Regions from separate parts of the Mus musculus genome. Here all the other regions are linked to region 3. A link is a contact called in public promoter capture Hi-C data. All regions are on one chromosome and are shown on one strand. The core of a region is the stretch at or near the end of the contact, and the rest is flanking DNA. Distances in the headings are between cores, read along the strand shown.

What was found. Promoter capture Hi-C pulls out the DNA fragments that hold promoters and counts their contacts. Capture Hi-C pulls out chosen DNA fragments and counts their contacts.
Region 1: a contact with region 3 is called in a promoter capture Hi-C map of liver, with 5 times the contacts expected there. The contact joins the promoter of Serpinb8 here to the promoter of Relch in region 3. A contact is called at or near these places in 7 of 39 promoter capture datasets (the 3T3-L1 cell line, 3T3-L1-derived adipocytes, the HPC-7 cell line and 3 more), 1 of 115 datasets of contacts at active chromatin or transcription factors (bone marrow-derived macrophages) and 2 of 9 other capture datasets (adipose tissue and liver).
Region 2: a promoter capture Hi-C map of pre-B cells shows a contact between it and region 3, with 5 times the contacts expected there. The contact joins the promoter of Kdsr here to the promoter of Relch in region 3. A contact is called at or near these places in 18 of 39 promoter capture datasets (the 3T3-L1 cell line, 3T3-L1-derived adipocytes, the C10 cell line and 12 more), 9 of 484 Hi-C or Micro-C datasets (B cells, CD8 T cells, the N1E-115 cell line and 4 more), 11 of 115 datasets of contacts at active chromatin or transcription factors (T-cell acute lymphoblastic leukemia, astrocytes, differentiating embryonic stem cells and 6 more) and 2 of 9 other capture datasets (adipose tissue and liver).
Region 4: a promoter capture Hi-C map of pre-B cells shows a contact between it and region 3. The contact joins the promoter of Bcl2 here to the promoter of Relch in region 3. A contact is called at or near these places in 12 of 39 promoter capture datasets (the 3T3-L1 cell line, 3T3-L1-derived adipocytes, the C10 cell line and 6 more), 1 of 15 datasets of contacts at CTCF or cohesin (large pre-B cells), 2 of 484 Hi-C or Micro-C datasets (nephron progenitors and uterus), 9 of 115 datasets of contacts at active chromatin or transcription factors (the SCID.adh cell line, T-cell acute lymphoblastic leukemia, astrocytes and 6 more) and 2 of 9 other capture datasets (adipose tissue and liver).

The regions. Positions count from the first base shown.
Region 1 is chr1:107,588,466-107,593,294 of GRCm38.p6, forward strand. Serpinb8 (serine (or cysteine) peptidase inhibitor, clade B, member 8) reads left to right here and starts at 1,541. Exons shown (of 7, transcript NM_011459.4): 1 at 1,541-1,822.
Region 2 is chr1:106,756,096-106,761,298 of GRCm38.p6, forward strand. Kdsr (3-ketodihydrosphingosine reductase) reads right to left here and starts at 3,647. Exons shown (of 10, transcript NM_027534.2): 1 at 3,449-3,647. The coding sequence starts at 3,556.
Region 3 is chr1:105,661,425-105,666,342 of GRCm38.p6, forward strand. Relch (RAB11 binding and LisH domain, coiled-coil and HEAT repeat containing) reads left to right here and starts at 2,437. Exons shown (of 29, transcript NM_173187.4): 1 at 2,437-3,209. The coding sequence starts at 2,684. Pign (phosphatidylinositol glycan anchor biosynthesis, class N) reads right to left here and starts at 2,252. Exons shown (of 31, transcript NM_013784.3): 1 at 2,076-2,252.
Region 4 is chr1:106,711,519-106,716,184 of GRCm38.p6, forward strand. Bcl2 (B cell leukemia/lymphoma 2) reads right to left here and starts at 2,772. Exons shown (of 2, transcript NM_009741.5): 1 at 787-2,772. The coding sequence starts at 1,362.

The DNA.
Region 1 (4,829 bases), core at 291-2,790, 1.9 Mb after region 3:
AGTATTACTGCTGTGATTCAAAAGCAATGATTAGAGATGATTATGTGTTGTGTAAGTAGCCCAACAACTACTAACCTATTTTGGTAAACATCAAGGCTTCTATGAGTGTTTTTAAAAGGAAATAATCACATACTTGCAGATTTTAAAATATAATTTTTATTTGAGATATTACATCATTTATCCCTTATCTTTCTTTTATCCATCCAAAAACTCCTATACACCATCCCTGCTCTCTTTCAGATTTGTAGCCATTTCTTTCCTTTCACCACTATCATGTGTATATGTACATACATATATATTCCTAACTATGTAAAAGACAAACTGCTGAGTCTATATGTTACTCATATGTATGTTTCCAGGGCTGACCATCTGTTTCTGAATGACCAGATGGTCGGCTCTTCCCCAGAGCAGAGTCTCCCATTTCAGAGCTCATTAGTTGTCTGGAGTTCTCTGTGTGGGGTTGGAGATTCCCTTCTATTCTGGCATGTCTATTGTTGTTATCCTTGTTCAGTTCTTGTTTTTTAAGGGCCACCAATCTAAGTATGCTGAACTTTTCTGTGTTGGTTAAGTGCCTCCAAGAATATATGGAGAATGCTTTTGTTAAAAAGCACAATTGATCCCCTAGCAGATAAAGGCTCTTTTGTTCAGTCAATGAGATATGAACTGTTCTTTGAAACCGTAGTTACCATCTTAAGAATAACTTACTTGATCTTCACATGGTCATATGCTTTGATGGCTAGAACACATAAGTCTTGGAGGCTTGGAAATTTACCTTCTAACCTTCATAATGATCTTCCAAGTAGAAGTCCAGTGTTCTTAAAATGTTCTTAACATTTTGAATATTTAATACCAAACAAATGAGCTAGCGTAGAAATTAAAAACCAAGGGTAAAGGCTTAAGAAAGAAAGCTTGCATTTCATTTTAATCAGCTCAGTTCCTGAGATGTCTTTTCTTCAGTATAGCCAACAATCCAGTCACTAATAAATCAAAATTAAACCAGGTCTTCAAATCATTGTCAAAATATCCAACTAAAACACACACAAACACAAACACACACACACACACGCACACGCACACGCACACGCACACGCACACACAACCACTCAGGTCTCCAAAAAAGTACATGAATTTTTGCAGTAAAAAATGTGTTTATTCCTAATTTTCAAGCCTTCTTGCTTTTAAAAAAAAGTGTGTGTGTTACAACAGTTGTTTGTGATTAACATTTAGCATATAATCATGTGATTAATTTTGAGGATGCATGCCAAAAGCTAGGTTGCCAAGCAAAACAGTTGCTTTTGCCCTGAGAGCAGTTGCGATTCCTGGTTTGCCTTTGGTTAATTTTGAAAGTTAAATTCCAACTGCCAACCGGCTCTTGCATTCACATAATCAAACACAAATACAAGTGTCAGCTGACACCCACCACCTTCCCACCCTCCCAGCCCCCAACCTACTCCACCCCTGCCCAAGAAGCTGCCTGGCCAGGCTCTGGCTCCTCCCAGATCCCACTGTGGGAAGTGTGAGTCACAGAGTGTTCAAGTCTGTGCATTATGTTCTGAGTCACCCGACAGGCGCCTTGCCCCGATCAGGAGGATCAGGACAGACTTTAAGTATCCACAAAGCAAGAATAGCAGCAGGATCAGCCACAGCAGCAGGTATCTTCAAGGTGAAGCTGTGGGAGAGGCTCTCAAACCTCTCAGACCCCGGGGGCCTAGGATAGATACTGGCACTGAAGAACCTGGACAGAAGCCAAGAAGGAGAAAGGCCAGGATCTCACCAAAGTTAAAGAGCCCAGGAGTTAGCAGAGGACTCCAGTGACAGAGAGGTAAGAAGTGCGGTTGGGCTGTTAGGGGTCAGGTGTGTCTCAGCAAAGCTGACAGAAGGCATGGGCACCCTGAGTTGCAAACCTGCTGTCGGCTTCTAGTGATTGGCTGGGCGCCTGACACTTGCTATTTCAAGCCCTGGGCTTTCATTTCCTTTAGGGAGCGCTGGAGCTTTTTCTAACTGCGACTGGGAGAAGCCAAGGGTACAAAAATAAGGCTAGGGAGCAACCTGCAACATGTCCGGAATTTACCTGGAGCCTCACACTTGTTTGCAGTGCTGGCTCCTTCGGGGCAGAAATACAAGTCCTCTCCACTGTGCAGCTTAAAGCCTTCTTTATTTCCTGTCTCTGACCTCTCTCTCCCACCCACCTATCCACTCCACTAGCCACTCCCCTCCTTTTTAAAGTTCTTTTATCTTTTGTTTATTAATTACTTCTTGTCAACTTGAAACAGTTCTTTTTTACCTACAATCCTTTAACTTGTGTAATGGTTGCTCTTCAGCTAAATTCCCCACTTTCCAGTTTTCAGGCACCCGCCCTACAGCTCTGCACCTTAGGTCCAGACTTCTTCCCAAGGGCTCTCTTTCTCATATCATGGGCTCCTAATCTAGGCTGTGTATCTGTGGAACACACAGTTATATCCTCCGGCTTCTCCCAATAACTCCTTGATCCCGAGGTCATGATTTTGGTTTTATTTGTGTTTTCTCTCTCTTCCTTTTACATGGACAGCACCTAGAGTAAGGTGGGCTTCTCTTACAGTACCTCCACCATTCATAGGATCTAAACCATTTCATCTGTTAGCTTAGGTTGTCTTGGATTCCAGATCCCCAGGGCCCCTAACTCTTGCTTTGGAATGTCTGCTCATCTCTAGCCCTACCTTTATTTCCAAACTACACTGGCTGTCACCTTACAGCCTCAGATGACCTGGTGTGTCTCACACATCTCAAATGGAATGCATCACCTTCCCCATTCCAAGCCAATTCTTCATAGGAACTTGCTAAGATTCTTGACCCAATCTAAGTAAACATTTAGCATGGAACTTTATTTTTGATTCTGGACTCCTCCCTTCTTTGTAATGTGCAGCCATCACTCTGTCTGACAATTCCTACTTCTCCAGGGTTTCATCTGTATCAACACTCACTGGTCCATCATGGTGGCCTACCAAAAGACTCTCCAGCCCCTTTCCACACACAATAGTGAGCTGTGTCATTTTCTTCAAGCCCAAGAGCTACATGTAACATGCTTGGTAGAAAAACTCTATATGGCTTCCAGCTCCCAGTCTATGCTTATACTCACAAATTCAGCAAAAGAGACTCATCTCCCCCTTGTGTCTCACAGGATCCCACATAGATCACACCCCTAAATACCATACAGATGTGATCTGCTGCATTCTTTTTTGTACCTGCCAATTTCTCAGCCTGAAGTTTTGCTTTTTTACCACCTTCAGAATTCCCACTCAGGTTGTCAGAGTCAGCTTCTTTGGGAAGACAGCATGTTTCAGTGTACTTTTTCAAGAATGTTAACAAAGCAAAAAATGATTCAAGGAAGGTTGGTTGAGTTCAGAAAAACATGTAAATAAACACCAGCAAGCACAAAATAAGTATTAATAGAGCAGTCCTGAAAGGAACCTCAAAGTTGGCAACAGGTACCCCAAGACAAAATTTTCAGCACAAAGGATATTTACTTGCCTCAGAGGGACAAAGGACAAGGAATAAGGGATAAAGGCAGGAGACAGAAGATAGAGGACAAGGGGGAAGAGGAAGGGAACAAGGGAGAGGGGAAAGAATATTTTCCCTAAATAGACAAAGTATAACCTCTGTATAGAGAAGAGACAGATGTAGTCCATAGACAAATAGTGATCTATAAAGGTACAAAGGAAAACCTCATTTTTAGATGGATCACGTGTGAGCCAAAAGGAGGCTTTTGATTGCTGGACTTCAATACATTGATATATAGACCTTGGTGGGCAGCCTCGGGAGAAACAAGTGACCAAATAAGGGACTAGACTTTGGTGGCTAGCTAAATGAATATAATCTAAAGGTTTTTAGCAAAGCAGAGAGAATGGGGGGAGGTCAAGGTCTGCCAGAACCATGTTAGCCATGCTCCAGTCTCCTAGAGCCTCTTCAGACCCTTTTCTAGAACTTTCTGGTGGCAGACCAATTTAAATGCAACTGCCTGGCATATACTGTCTATTATATCCAGGAAAGCAGGAAGGCAAGGCAGAAAGCCATATCCGGATTCAGGGTACACTGAGAAAAGCATTCAGTATGTCCTTTCCCCAGACTGGGTTCTATAGCTATGTTCCAACGTTCAACAAGAATAAGCATGTCTTATAAATTGAATGTAAGTGTTTAATGAGGGAGGCACAAAATCATGTCTAAGAACAATCCAGAGAACCAAATGCACTGAAGGTAAAAGGCCTTCTCCCGTTTTTCCTGGAACATCTCTTCCAGTCCTCCAAGGCAGTGTTCATCACCATGGGTCATTTTTTTTTTTGGCTGTGTTCCAACAACCATGAAAGTAGAGTGTAGCACAAGTGCTCTGTGAATGCCTTTATCTGTCACACGTGAGGAGGAACACAGTGTGGCATGCTCCCAGCAGAAGCATAGTGTCACACGCACAGAGCAGGAGGAAGGCTTGGTGTTCCTGTAAATCCCCAGACAGCATTCAATTGTCACTGTCCTCATTTCTCCACTTGTAAAATGAATGTTAGCCAAATGCTTATTCATTTTATTAGCTGAATAGTCTAGTTTCAGAATGAACCCTAAAGCTATTGTTTAGTATTTTACTGAAAATAATTTCACTTTAGATTTACTAGTCAAGATATTTTTGCTTGATATTCCTACTTTCTCAAAAGCTTCTGTGTATAACTGAAATTGAGACACAAAAGTAATGGGGAGTCACATTGTCTTCTAGCTCCTGCCTCTGTTGTAAGCAGGACCATGGTTTACAAGCATGTGAATGTGTGCGTGTGAGTTTGTATGACTGTGGGTGTGTACAGTTGAGTGTG
Region 2 (5,203 bases), core at 2,397-4,896, 1.1 Mb after region 3:
TCCAGCACATCTATGTAAGTCTAAGTCTATGTAAAAACGTGAGAGAGAGAAAGAAAGAATATCCTTTCAACGTTGAAAACTACAAGGCTTCACAATACTGTATTTAAAGAGCTCCATCCAGGCCAGGCATAGTAGTGATGGCATACACCTTAATATTAGAACTCAGGAGGCAGAGGCAGGCTATCTGTCCGAATCCAAGCCATTCTGGCCCACACAGTAAATTCCAAGCCAGCATGGCTATACGGTAAGACCCTGTATCAAAAGCAAAACAAAAATCTCTCCTGTCAAAACCTAGCTCCTTTCCAGTCAGACATTTGGATTACTTTGAATATTTTGCTACTCTAAAGCCATGCAGAAAGAACATCTCCCACACTGTAATGTTCGTATTGCCATGAAACCCTCCAAGCATAGATGTGTCTCTCTGTGTTCTTGAGAATATGTCACTTCCCTGTAGTCTCACCTTGGATCTAATGGAGAGGTTTGCTTGGGAGATCATTAACCAAATGTCTGCTGAGGATGACTATAGAAGGATACACGTTGCCTTGGCTGAGTGTTATCTCCGTGGCTTCTGATATCAGGCTATCTTACGGGCTGTTCTGGTTTATGAACTTTTACTCCTCATAGTACTTGTCAGAGCCTCTAAAACATTTCCTCACATGCTTTATAATGCTGCCTTAAGCTGTTTATCTTCCCCGGATCACACATCCCCCCACACAGTTCCCCCACGCCCTATGGGAACCTTTCCTGAACACATCAGTCAGTCAGTCCTCCTGGCTGGTCACCATGTAGTCTGCACTCACTTTGGATATATCTTGGCTCCCTGGCTGAACTCATGGCTCCTATGGACCAATACCAAGCCAGCCTGTCTCACTCATCACAGACCATGCCAGGCCCCTGCACAAGCAGGCACTCAATAAATACTTTCCTCAGTTTGCAGAATGTTCTCCTATGTCATTTCCATGAAAACAAAAAACCAAAACAAAACAAAACGTCAAAGCTCACAAATAAAAGTCTCCCTATTTATTGTTCAGAAAGCTGATGGAGTTAGGAATGAGGTTACTGAGACATCTTTTATGCTCTGATGTATTATGTGAACAAAAGCCAGGGCGGGTTTCAGGAAAGCAAACAGTGTCACTTTCTCACATTGGGAGTGAGACCTGGTTTTCAGATCAAGGTGCATTCAAAGGGATCTAGCCAACGCAGCTAAGTCTTGAGTGGCATATAAGAATACAGTTAGGCTAATTCTGGAATATGTTCTTCTGGATGCTCTAAGAACTGGCGTGGGTTTTTCACAATGGCCGAGAAAACGTTAAATGTATACTATATCTAAACAGAGGGCCCCGAAGATAACCATTTACTTTCCCTTCCTTGACCACTCCTTGTTACTGATCACTACAAATACCATTTAAACGATACTGTCTCTTTAAGCGCAGCATACAGGCCCTACTAAGGGCACCAGCAACTTTCCTGCTGCTAGGAGCACTACTCTCAGTCATCCAGAAGGAGGGACACTGAACAATCATCTACTGGATGAGAAGACCAGCAAAGCTTTGCTGCTGTGATCAGACACCACAGCACCAGCGTATGTGAACTGCTCTAAAAACAAAGAGCTTGGCTCACTCTCCTGATCCCAGATCACAACTAAATCACATTTTACTCTTCAGATATTAAAAAAGGCAGATAGGGACACCATATGAATAAGCCATGCTATGTTGTTTATACCAGTAAACATACATACATGCATAGCGGTAATTATTTTTTATTGTATTAAAGCAGGATCCTGGGAGGGCTGGGAAGTGAGTGTTTTGGAGTGCATTATGTAAAGTTCCCAAAGAATCAATAAAAATATGTTGGGAAAAAGAATGCGTCTATTGAAACAGCCCTAACCTCCTCTGTGAAAGAGCCGGGGACTGGGGACACAAGAACAAGTACCAAGGGTAGTTGTGAGTACCTTGTAGTTGTCGAATTAGTTTTCATTCTGACTTTGGCTCTCCTCCCTTGCCCCACAGCTGAGCTATACAAGCACAAGTTGATTCAGCGTTGTGTATGTAGGTGCACCTGTGCAGAGGCTGGCAGTGTCTGGCATTTCAGTCACCCTGCACCTTAATTTTTGCGACAAGGCTTCTCCCTGAACCTGAAGATCATTCGTGCGTCTAGGCAAACTATCCAGTGAGCTCCAGGGATCCACAGGTTGTGGCCCCAGTGCTGAAGTTAGAGGCATAGGCCCAGTGAGCATGTGGGTGCTAGGGACCCTAACTCAGGGCATGATGCACGGCAAGCACTTTACCAACTGAGCCATTTCCTCAGCCGGCAAGTTCAACTGCTTTAGTCACGATTTTGTGGATGTAAAACTTTAGCAACTTGGCATGATTGTAAACTTTGGCTTTTTCTAATAACTCTTTCCACATCATGCATAGCAGCAGCTGGGAATAAATCAGTAATTTTACAAAAGACAAATTAATGGAAACACATGTTGTCATCCAGAAATTCTTGTTTGGGATAAATCATACTAAGATAACCACTCTATCCTGTAACAACGCAGTGGGGACTTACTTGGATGCACTCATGTAAGTCACCTAAGGGCACCAAGGAGATTCGTGCTGCCGGTTTGGATACTAGCTGTCCTTATTCGCAACTCCTCGCCTCACTGTGCCTCGGGTTTTGGGTCTATATAGGACACCGAGGAGAAATGCCAGAGTTGAGGCTCTGAGCTGTGGGGGCGGGGTGGAGGCATAGCCAAGCCTGCACATAGGAACGTGCGAGCTTCCGGACTTTAACAAACCAAACCACTCATATCTCCTTCCATCTTAAGCTTCTAATCAAGCTGGTTAGCTCTTCCTTCTGACGCCAGAAAGGACTGCACTTGAGCAGTACTCAGCAGACCCTGGCTGAGTTCAGAGACAAGCCTGCTGGCCAAACCTGCCAGGCCACCCCTCAGGTGTATCACTTCCTAGAAGCCTCTGGGGGCTCTTTGTCACTTGCACACGACACCCTACAGTCTCAGCTGCCTGGGCCAGCCCCAGAGGCCCAGACCCCCTCCTTGCTGTGGGCTCCTTAGGATTCCCTGGCTGTGGCTACTCCCATCCGGGTTTGCGCCCTTATCCTGCTAGTCACCGACTGCCGTGTCCTTGGCAAAGTTTCTCAGTCTCTCTGTTGACTCATTGGGGAAACTGAAGATCCAAACAGTGGCAGACAGGGATGCTCCGGGGATCAGCGAGCAGCAGAGCCCCTGAGTCCTGGAAACTAGGCTGGCGCCTTCTCCACGACACTGCCCTGTAGCCCGGCGCCTTGGAGGGCGGGTTCCTGAGGTCCGACAGGGCAGGGCAATGCCGGGGCTAAGGCAGTAGGTAACCCGCCCCACTCAACCGTTCCTTTCCGGGACCGTGGTCTCGTTGGCCCAAGCCGGCCAAGCAGTCCTGGGCAAGCTCAGCAACAGGAGGCCACTCACCACTACGTGCGCGCCGGGCAGCGCGAGGGGCTTGGGACTGATGAGCGGCGACACCATGTAGAGGAGCAGCACGAAGGCCACGAGGCCGGCAGCGGCCAACAGCAACATCTCTGCCGAGCGACTACTGGGAGATCACATGCACCAGCAGCCGGGAGTGTTTGGGTTTGCGAGCGAGGGCGGGACGGCGGCGAAGGGAAGAGGAGGAGCCTGGGCGGGGCGGTCTCCGCTGTCGGACTAGCTCCTGGGCCCGCGCCCCCTTCAGCTTCAGGCTGCGGCTGCGCAGGCTGTGCGTGCGTAGGCTCCGGGTACTTGGCCTCCCCGTTGGCCCGCCCGCCAACGTCGTGGGAGGCTTGCAAACGGTGGCTTTTGGATCCACGGATTTTGTTCTGTGCCTAAGTCCTGGTATTCTTCTTTGAAATCACAGATTCCAGTTCGTGTATTTATGGCTCACTCAGAAAATGGTCACCGCTCCCTTTCGCTTTGAGCGTTGACTTGGATTTCTGATAATTGAATTTCGCTGAAAACTGTACATACATCCTGTAACCAAAGCAGATGCAAACGCGGAGGCGCGGGGAGCCACCGTTGTAGAGATTTAATTCCAACATCTGGTCCACCGACTTAAAATAGTTTTAGTTTAGTGTCTAAACTATCGCCACAGTCTTTTGTCGCCCTACACAGCAACCCTATAGTCATTAACAGTCACAGTTCAGTTTCTCTCTCTCTCTCTCTGTATAGCCCTGGCTGTCCTGGAACTCACTTTGTAGACCAGGCTGGCCACGAACTCAGAAATCCACCTGCCTCTGCCTCCCGAGTGCTGGGATTAAACGCGTGCACCACAACGCCCAGCTCATTTTCTCTTAAATGGTGCAGTTATAGGCAATCACAAAGCTCTCTGGACTTGTCTATTCATACAAGTGGAGTTCTAATAATATGCCCTCTGCAGTGCCTAGCTTCTTTGACTTAGCATACTAAGATTCTTCCATACTGTACCTATCAGTATTTAATTTCTTTTTATTGTTGATAATATCCTAGTGTAGGCTAGATTATTTTTTCACTCATCACTTTTTGATCAAAACAATAACAAAAGAAAAAAAAAGCTACTGGATCCAAAAGGAAGGAAGGTCTTTTGCTAGAAAGCTTTAAGTCCTGTGCTAGATCCCTCTGGCCCCACAAGGTAGGTTGTCCTCTGACCTCTACTAGTATGTCTTGGCGTTCACCATCACACTCACTGAATACATTTTTGGTAAGGTCATGTATGGCCAGCCTCCTTTAAACAAAGCCATTCCTATTAAACCTCCCCAAAGCAAAGAAAGAACTTACTTTCTGGATTAGGATGATATAAAGCTAACATCTAGCCTTTGGCCAAAGCTCATTTGAGCAAAACAAACCTCCAACACTTGGAGGGTTCACTGGGTAGCCAGAGATTTTAAACTCTATTTCTCAATATAGCTGGCTATCCATATTGTATTATAATCGTAACAAAGAACAACCTGTGCTATTGTGTCACAGTAAGGTATTAAATCCCAAATCTATGTACTTTCACATATAAGCTTTTGAGTGTGCATGCTTTGGCTCTCTCATCGCTGGCCCTCAAGCCACTCTGCAACAGCATTTGAAGGGCTCTGCCAGACCATTTTCTTAAGTAGTAGCATAACTTTTCACTCAGCTAGGTCAACTCCAGACTTTCAAACCCTCTACTCCAAAACTCTTTTCCTCAGGATTATTAAAACCTTTCCATAGTGGGTTTTGTTTTTT
Region 3 (4,918 bases), core at 1,187-3,686:
GGGCTGTTTGTCTTGGGTTCTATAAGAGAGCAGGCTGAGCAAGCCAGGGGAAGCAAGCCAGTAAAGAACATCCCTCCATGGTCTCTGCATCAGCTCCTGCTTTCTGACCTGCTTGAGTTCCAGTCCTGACTTCCTTTGGTGATAAACAGCAATGTGGAAGTGTAAGGCGAATAAACCCTCTCCTCCCTAACTTGCTTCTTGGTCATGATGTTTGTGCAGGAATAGAAACCCTAACTAAGACACTGACCACACTAACATTTGCTGCCAACCAGCTACCAGGCACTGTGGCAAGAACATTCACAATTCTATGTACTTTCATTATCTCTCTGGGCAGATGAATGTAAGAGAAGATGGGAGAATTTAGGTCCAAACATTTTCAACGTCTCACAATAAATGATATGTATATGATGTGCCCTTCTATTATTTTAAGAGCAGTTTTCCTCAGGCACCCTAAAAGTATATTTCTAAGCATCGCCATTACAAAGAAGAAGAAAATACACATTTCTGCTCATGTTTTTCCCATGCCATTCACTAATCCTCCATTCCAAAATTTGGTTACATTTTTAATCTCTTTGACAATATCAAAGTTAGAACTGATACCCCCTTTTGCTAAGAAATGTGAAACATTAAAATATTGCTCATTCTATACTATTGCCATGTTACTGAGGATTTTTTTCCAGATTCATTAATAAATAGCACAGTACAGCATTTAGTCCAACGAATTGGAAGCTAAAAGTCTTATTTAAAAAAAAATCCTTACTACTAACACTATTTTTAAATTGCTTCACAATGTAGCAAGGGTCTTTATGGTCTTTTACTATTTGGGCTAACTTTCTCCCCATCTCCCGGTCTCCTATGCTCATTTAAACCACCCACCCCAACCTCCAGTATTCCCCCTCCCACCTTCATATCACATGTAACATACTTTAAAAGCTCCTGTTAAAAAGCCCAAATAATAACTATATAGTAATACCAACCAAAGAAAGCATTTCAGAGCCTCATTCAAATGAAATTTTAGTTTCCTGTGAGACTGATTAAACTGAAATTAAAACCTACACTTAACTGCTGGGATACTTTACATGTAAACCGGTAACCAGACCTGAGGTCATATAACAATGCTCTATTTTTATTTTCCACAAAGATAAAGGAGATACTTCATTATATATATCAGAGCAGATGGTTAGCACTGTTGGCTATTTATTTTGTTGTCTGTTAGGACCTGGTGTTAATAAGAACTTAATTCTAAAACCAGGAAAAAGTGGCATTCTATGTTTAACAAAATAGAAGATATGAGGGCTAGGAGTCTAATAGCGACAGGGAAACTTCTTATCACCTCAAACTACAATCAAGGAATAGCATAAAGGATAAATGATATTCCAAACCTACGAGTATAGTTATGTGCTAAATGTTTCATAAAGGCCATCAAATCTCTCTACAGAGTACAATTTTTTAAATCGCTAAAATTTGATTGATCCATAAAGAAAACCTCGATTCTAGCCTAAATGGACTTAGCAAGGTTTCAGGGGATTGTGGAAAAGAATGGTTTTGGACAAAAGATAGGTGATACTTGTTCCAACGAATGTGTCCTAGTGCAGTGGACATGACCAGGCCACTGAAGCGGCCCAGACAACTTAGTTGTACTGAAGAGATAGCGCTGATAGTTTGAAAAGTTCCTTTGATGTAAAGTGTATGTTAATTTCCATGGGTTTACATATTACTTAGTTTGTCGTCCAAGACCAGGCTGTTCACAGATGAGTGTAAAGGCATCTCGAAACTCAAATGTTGCAACTTCCGTCCAGGCTCTATCTGCACCCTTCAGCTTTCTAAGTCCTATTCCCGGACGGAGGGGGCGGGAAGGCGCCCTCCTTAACCACAAGGAGGCCATGCCGTCGCCAGATCTCCAGGGGAGAGAGCAGATGGCTGGGAAACTAGGGAAGAGCAAAGAAGCCAGATTCTGACCGCTGCTCAGAGCACTTGCTATCTGGGCGGTGACAGCAAACAGCGACAAAAAACTGAAGCGTGAAGGGAGAAGCGGGCGTGGGAACACCTTAAGTGCAAGGGTCCCGGGACTTTACCTGAGAACTATCCGGCTCAGGCCCAGTCTTGGGAACGGGACCTCCTCAGAACGAAGGCAGGACCCAGGGCGGTGAAAGATGTCGGGAGGGTTCCCTTCAACCCTCAAAAACCACAGCCAAATCGTACCCCTCAGCGACCTCCACCTCTACTGCTCCAGGGAACGCCCCCAACCTGCCCCAGGCCTTCGCTGCTCTCGCGATAACTCTCTGGCCAGGTCCTGTAACTCCAGCCAATCCTCGAGAGCTTGTGGGCGGGGTCTTATGTTTGAGCCTGGAGCGGTTCCTTCGATCTTGCCACTCCAAGGCCAGAGGTGGGTGGGGCTGAGGCGGGGACGGGGCGGGGCGAAGATGGGACCAAGCCAGTTCTCGCGAGACTAGGGACCAGGAAGACGCCTGCAGAGTCGGCTACTGGTGCAGCAGCGGCTGAGACGGGAGGTGCTGCTGCATACCGGGCTCCTGCCTCCCAGTCCGGCCTAGGCTCTAGGTGAGGAGAGGTGCGGTCGGCCTGGGCTGCCTAGGTGGTCGGCGGCTCTCGGGACCTAACGGGGATTCAGGCTGAGGGCCTGTCGGGCCAAGCAGGGAAGCACCCACATTCCTGACAGAATAAGATGGCGGCGATGGCGCCCGGAGGTGGTGGCAGTGGTAGCGGAGTAAATCCTTTCCTCAGTGATTCGGATGAGGACGACGACGAGGTAGCGGCAACCGAGGACCGGCGGGCAGGACTTCGGCTGGGTGCCGGGGTCGGCCTAGATCCTGGTTCTGCAGGCTCCCTGTCGCCACAGGACCCCATGGCCCTGGGAAGCAGCGCGCGGCCGGGGCTCGCTGTGGAGATGTCCGCCGCCCCGGCGGCTCCGGGGGGCAGCGGGGAGACCCCTGCCCGATTGTCAATCGATGCCATCGCCGCTCAGCTGTTGCGCGATCAATACTTGCTGACCGCCCTGGAGCTGCACACCGAGCTGTTGGAGAGCGGCCGCGAGCTACCACGACTGCGCGATTACTTCTCCAATCCTGGCAACTTCGAGAGGCAGAGTGGGACCCCCCCAGGGATGGGGGCGCCCGGGATCCCTGGCGCCTCCATCGTCGGAGGCGCTGGAGGTCGGGAACCGAGTACGACGTCGGGCGGAGGACAGCTCAGTAAGTAGGCGTCGCCTGTCACACCTGCAGATGGGGGATTAGAGTTGGAGTGCAGCTGAAGGGGATTGTGGGCGGGTACTGAGTCTAGGGTCGTCTTGAGAAGGGAGAGTATGTTGAGTGAGATGCGAGGTGTCCTGTGTACTGCAAACAGAAAGATCCTGCTGTAGCTCTTCTTTGCATTGGTTTCCGATCTTTGGCAGGTGTTGTACAGCTCCTGGCTCCCCGTTGGTGTTGGGACCTATAACATCAGGGTTTCCAGTTTATTGAGTATTATGGCACTCTAGAAAGCTTCCTTATTGCCTGGGCATTTTTCTCTAGGCAGTTTTCCTTTTTTCCCCAGGCTGTTGAATCACACTACGAGGAAATAAAATGTTTCTTAGTAATTCTTTGACTCAAGAAAAAGAACAAACAGGAAATGTCAGCCCTCTGTACTGAAGTTCAATCCACTGAAGATCTTTTGTCTTTGCTTTTCCATTATTTTGTATCATTAATATATGCTAATAAAAAGAAGGAAATGAGATGTGTCTGCTTCATAGAATGTTTTCTGTTTGAAATCAGTTTCACTACCCCAATTTCAATAGTATTCCGTATACAGGAAAGCTGTGGAACAAACAGACCAAGGATCTTTTACCAGCTTTCTTTTCAACATAGCACTGGGAAGGATTGTTTTTCTCTGAATAAGTGACTCTCACTTATTTTCTTTTTTTTTCTTTCTTTCTTTTCTTGCTACAATCATTCATTTTTAGCAGAGTAATCACTGGCCTAGTCATTATTTATATATAAGCTTTAATGAGAATTCTCACTGTCATCTTTAAGAGGCATCAAATTTTTCCATACTAATGCTAATACTTTGGTTCTGTGAACCCAACTGGAATTTACTAATAAATAAGCCTGATTGATTTCTAAATGTCTATACTTTTGCATGATACCAGAGGCTTGAAGTTGCTAAAGTTTGATGTCATAACACTGGGAAGGGTGAATTCTCTATCAGAGTAATCCTAAGCACATTTCCTTCTTTTATAATGTCTAAATTATCTAACATTGTCACCTGACAAACTATCTCACTGGGACTCAAATTTTCACTTATTTTATATATATATTACTTTATGTACATCCCAGACTTAGTTGTTTTTGGGGGGGGGGGGGGGAAGATGAGACAGGGTTTCCCTGTATAGCCCTGGCTGTCCTGGAACTCACTTTTGTAGACCAGGCTGGCCTTGAACTCAGAAATCCACCTGCCTCTGCCTCCGCCTCCCAAGTGCTGGGATCAAAGGCGTGCGCCACCACCGCCTGGCCCAGACTTAGTTTTAACCTACATCATAGCCTTTAGGGTTTCTTTGGTTTTTTTGTTTGTTTGGTTTTTGTATTTGATTCGTTTTAGTTATTAGCTTGGAGTTCTTGCCGCTCTCTCATTTTTCAGAAATGAGGGGGAGTGTTGACGGCATGACTACTAACTGGGAAATGAAGACTTTTTATATTTTTTATATTTTATCATTTAAGTGGCAGATCTAATATTTGAACCTAGATCTCTATCATAATATTGATTTTTACCACAGCTATATATTATGTCTGCTTCAGGACACAACTGAGCAAAAGTTAAGTTTTTTTTTCAGTATATGATCAAGTGAAGTAATCAGAGTAGGTCTTCACTCAAAATGGCCAATTAACACAAAAGGCAAGTGAGGTGATAAAGAATAACGTAATGGAGG
Region 4 (4,666 bases), core at 1,522-4,021, 1.1 Mb after region 3:
CATTACCCCTTTCATAGGCACCCTAGATGCAAGTCCATTCAGCAGTAGAGATCGCAAAACTATGTAGAATGCAGGTAGAGAAAAGTAAGACATACAGTGGATGCAGACTTCTAAATCATCGCATATTCGTTGACGGACATGTTTAGGGTGCACACCCACCATGCCCACTGGGGACTATGGCATAGACAGACTGGATTCCACAAACATCCACGAATACCTACCTAAGCTTACCTTTTTTTTTTTTTTTTTTTTTTTTTTTTTACAAGCTTAGCTATGATTTCCAGGAAAAGGAGCCGTGTTGTTTTTCTTTGGGAAAATGTTCCCAAGTGAGTTAGAAAAGGTTTGCCTGCGTCCTCTGGTGGAGCCTGCATGTCTAGATGGACCTTTTAAAGTTTGTTAGTCCACCAGAGGAGCTAAAGATGCATAGGTCAAGAGGGAGTGTTGGAGGTCTGGTGCTTACACAGGACCCAGAACATCTGCAGCAAGCTACTCAGACGAACTAACTCTGAGAGTTACTGGAGGGATGCTATTATCTCCAGATCCTACTGGATCAAAAATGCTGGATTCTTGCTCCCTCACAGCCAGCGGGCAGGAGTTAACACAGTGTTGGCAGGGTGTGATGTACCCAGAGGAAGAGAGTGAGAGGTCAGGGGAGCAAAGCTACAAACTCGACTTTATTTCATCTGCTCAATGGCCCATTTTGACCCAGAATCCACTCACACCCCAACCTGCGCATCTTGGCCTTGAGATCAAAGCCCAGACTCATTCAACCAGACATGCACCTACCCAGCCTCCGTTATCCTGGATCCAGGTGTGCAGATGCCGGTTCAGGTACTCAGTCATCCACAGGGCGATGTTGTCCACCAGGGGTGACATCTCCCTGTTGACGCTCTCCACACACATGACCCCACCGAACTCAAAGAAGGCCACAATCCTCCCCCAGTTCACCCCATCCCTGAAGAGTTCCTCCACCACCGTGGCAAAGCGTCCCCTCGCGGTGAAGGGCGTCAGGTGCAGCTGACTGGACATCTCTGCGAAGTCACGACGGTAGCGACGAGAGAAGTCATCCCCAGCCCGGCGGAGGGTCAGATGGACCACAGGTGGCACAGGGCTGAGCGCAGGCCCAGCGGTGGCAACGAGGGGCCTGAGAGGAGACGTCCTGGCAGCCATGTCCCGGTGCACAGCGGGCATTGGGTTGCTCTCAGGCTGGAAGGAGAAGATGCCAGGGGTGGGGGCAGCCCCCAGGGGCGCCGCGTCCGCATCTCCAGCATCCCACTCGTAGCCCCTCTGTGACAGCTTATAATGTATGTACTTCATCACGATCTCCCGGTTATCATACCCTGTTCTCCCGGCTTGCGCCATCCTTCCCCGAAAAGAAGCTGCAGGTACCAATGGCACTTCAAGTCCCGACTCCCGCCCCACGGCCCCGAAAGAAAAAAAAAAAAAAAAGAATAGTTATAATCCAGCTCTTTTATTGGATGTGCTTTGCATTCTTGGATGAAGGGGTGTCTTTAGTTACACCGAACACTTGATTCTGGTGTTTCCCCGTTGGCATGAGATGCAGGAAATTTTTATTCAAATTCCTTTCTGCTTTTTATTTCATGAGGTACATTATTTATTAAGCTTTGTTAATATCAGTCTACTTCCTCCGCAATGCTGAAAGGTGAAGAGGCGGGACGACCTAGGAAGTTAAAATCAGGTGTGTTTTCCTTTATATATTTAGGGTAAGAAAGGTATATCCGCTACAAGTTACACGTTTAAAAATGCATTAAACTGTCTGGAAATGAAATTTGCTTGAATGCACTTGAAGTAAAAAAATATTTCAAACGCGTCCATGGAAAGTTATATTAAACAAAATTCCTGTGCAAAGAACTTACTGTATTTTCTAAGGACGGCATGATCTTCTGTCAAGTTTACCCTTTTTTGGTAAAACCCAAACAAATACATAAGGCAACCACACCATCGATCTTCAGAAGTCTCCTTGTATAAGCTTCTTTACAACTTGCAATGAATCGGGAGTTGGGGTCTGGGGGCTAGGTGGAGGAAAAATCAGGAGGGTTTCCAGATTGGGTCCTCACACTCCGGCTTCACTGAGAATGTCAATCCGTAGGAATCCCAACCAGAGATCTCAAGAGCACCGCAGCGGGGCAAAAAGGCAGCGGCGGCGGCGGCAGATGAATTACAATTTTTCAGTCCAGCATTTGCAGAAGTCCTGTGATTCTCCCTTCTTCTCGGCAATTTACACTTGCACACACACGCTGGAGCGCAGGCATGGATCCGTATCCACCGGACCGCTTCAGACCTCCAGGGCAGAGAGACACGCCAAGGGGACGATGGAGGAGCTGGGGGACCGGGACCGGAATCCTCTTCTGATTAAACTCCGAAGGGCCAACGCGCTTTCCGAAACGGGAAAAAAAGCAGCTTGCTAAATGCAGGCACGGACGCGCTGGGGCCGCGGGTGCCCAAGGAGCAGCCCGCGCACTGTGTGTGGTGCGCTGCGGGAGAAGGAGGTGGTGGGGGAGGGTTTGCCCCCCCTCTTTTTCCTAAAAAGGATGACTGCTACGAAGTCCCCCCCTGGTCCCCTCTTCCGCTGCACCCCACCGGCGCACCCCGCCTCCGGGCTGCGCACCCTTTCTCCTCCTCCGCTGCGGGCGGCGCTGGCGGCCGCCTCCTCGTGCTTGCGCCGCGCAGCCCGTTCCACGGTGACGGCTGCGGCTGGGGAGGGCCTGGGCACCTCGGTGTTGGCGGCGGCGGCTCGGCGGGGACCCGGACGCGGGGCGGGAGGACGGGCCGGGGAGGAAGGGGGCGGGCGCGGGGCGGGGGGCCCGGCCTCTTACTTCATTCTCCGCCGGAGCGCCTGGTTTCCTGTACGTACGTCACCGTTCATTCAAAAAAAAGAAGAAAGAAAGCCCTCCTCTGAGCGCCCGCCCGCCGCCTCCTCCCGCCGCCCGCCAGCCGCCCGGGTTAAAGGCGCCGCGGCCGCCCCGGGGAGCGCGCGCCCGGCCGCGGCCGCTGGCCTGGGTGGCGGCCACCCGCGGGCTACGCTGGGCCCCGGACCGTGGGTGGCGCGGGCCTCCCGGGCGGCAGTGGCTCAGTGGGCGTGTGAGGGGCCTCCTCGGGCCTGCGGGGCTGGCTGCTGGCTGGACGTGCCTATAGCCAGGGCCAGGCTGTGGCGAGGCACCTGGATCTTTTCTAACAGGATGGGCACAATTGCATGGATCTTTTTCAACGTGTACAGTGTGCACGACCGCATGGACTTTTTCTATGTAGCATGTGCAGGTCACATGGACCCTTTCTAACCGCGTGCATGGAATGTGCACAATCCAATGGACCCTTTCTAACCACACATAAAGTGTGTACACAGTCGCTCTGTGTGTGTGTGTGTGTGTAGTGCAGTGTATCTACAATCATGTGGACCCTTTAAACAGTGTAGTGTATACAACCACATATAGTGTATAAAATCAAACAGACCCTCAGCTAACCATGTGAACCCCCAAACACTATGTTATCAGCTCTCAGCAGCCAGAGAGATTACCGAGACATATATTGACTCCTAAGTAGTGAGTAGTACCAATATGCTACCCTTGGGTGAAGAGAGGCAACTCCCAACACAGTCTCCAGGATATTAATTACAAATGAAAATACTTAGAATAACAACGTTAGCATGCTTGTTTCTAGGCCCTTTTGTCCAGACACCACAAGCTGTGTAACTTAGAACAGGTCTGAGTACTCCTCTGCTCTGAAGAGCATGATGTGATGTCCACAACCAGCAAGGGATGTGCCTCAGAGGCTGGTCTTTCCTCATCTCTTCTTAGTCAGACAGTGGCAGACTGATGGCAGTCGCTGATGCTCTTGGCTTGTTAAAGAATAGTCAAAGTGGTATGCGGAGTTACTTTGGAGGTGTCCAAGCAGATACCACATGAGCACCCAGGCGCTTTTAGCCTCTATCCAGGCATACCCAACTTGGTGACCAAGGCCAGACCTAACTCGCAGTGGGCCAGTGAAGAGAGGAGAAGAGAACAGCAGAAGTTTGAGTTTCAGGGACAGTTTTTCCTCTGCTCCTAACGCTCCCAGCACTGGGCTGGGGCTGGACCTCAGGGAGTGATACCTGCCACCTTTCAAGGCCATGACCCTAACACGGCATAGGTACGGTTTTGGATATCCTCAGCTCTGACCAGCATGCAACCTGAGACGGCTTCAGAAGATGCAGCCATACAGATAATGTGTCTATGTACCCACAGACACACAGTGCCACTGTCACTTGTATGAACCCAGACAGAAACAATCAAGCTGAGAGATAGATACATAAAACACCAAGAAAAACTGTGCTATGTGATAACTATGTTATCAGCTCTCAGCAGCCAGAGAGATTACTGAGACATATATTGACTCCTAAGTAGTGAGTAGTACCAATATGCTACCCTTGGGTGAAGAGTGGCAACTCCCAACAGTCTCCAGGATATTAATTACAAATTAAAATACTAATGAAAACTCGTGGTTGGTGAGATGGCTCAGCGGTTAAGAACACCGACTGTTCTTCCGAAGGTCCTGAGTTCAAGTGTCAGCAACCACATAGTGGCTCACAGCCATCTGTAATGGGATCTGATGCCCTCTTCTGGTGTGTCTGAAGACAGTGACAGTGTACTCACATACATTAAATTAATAA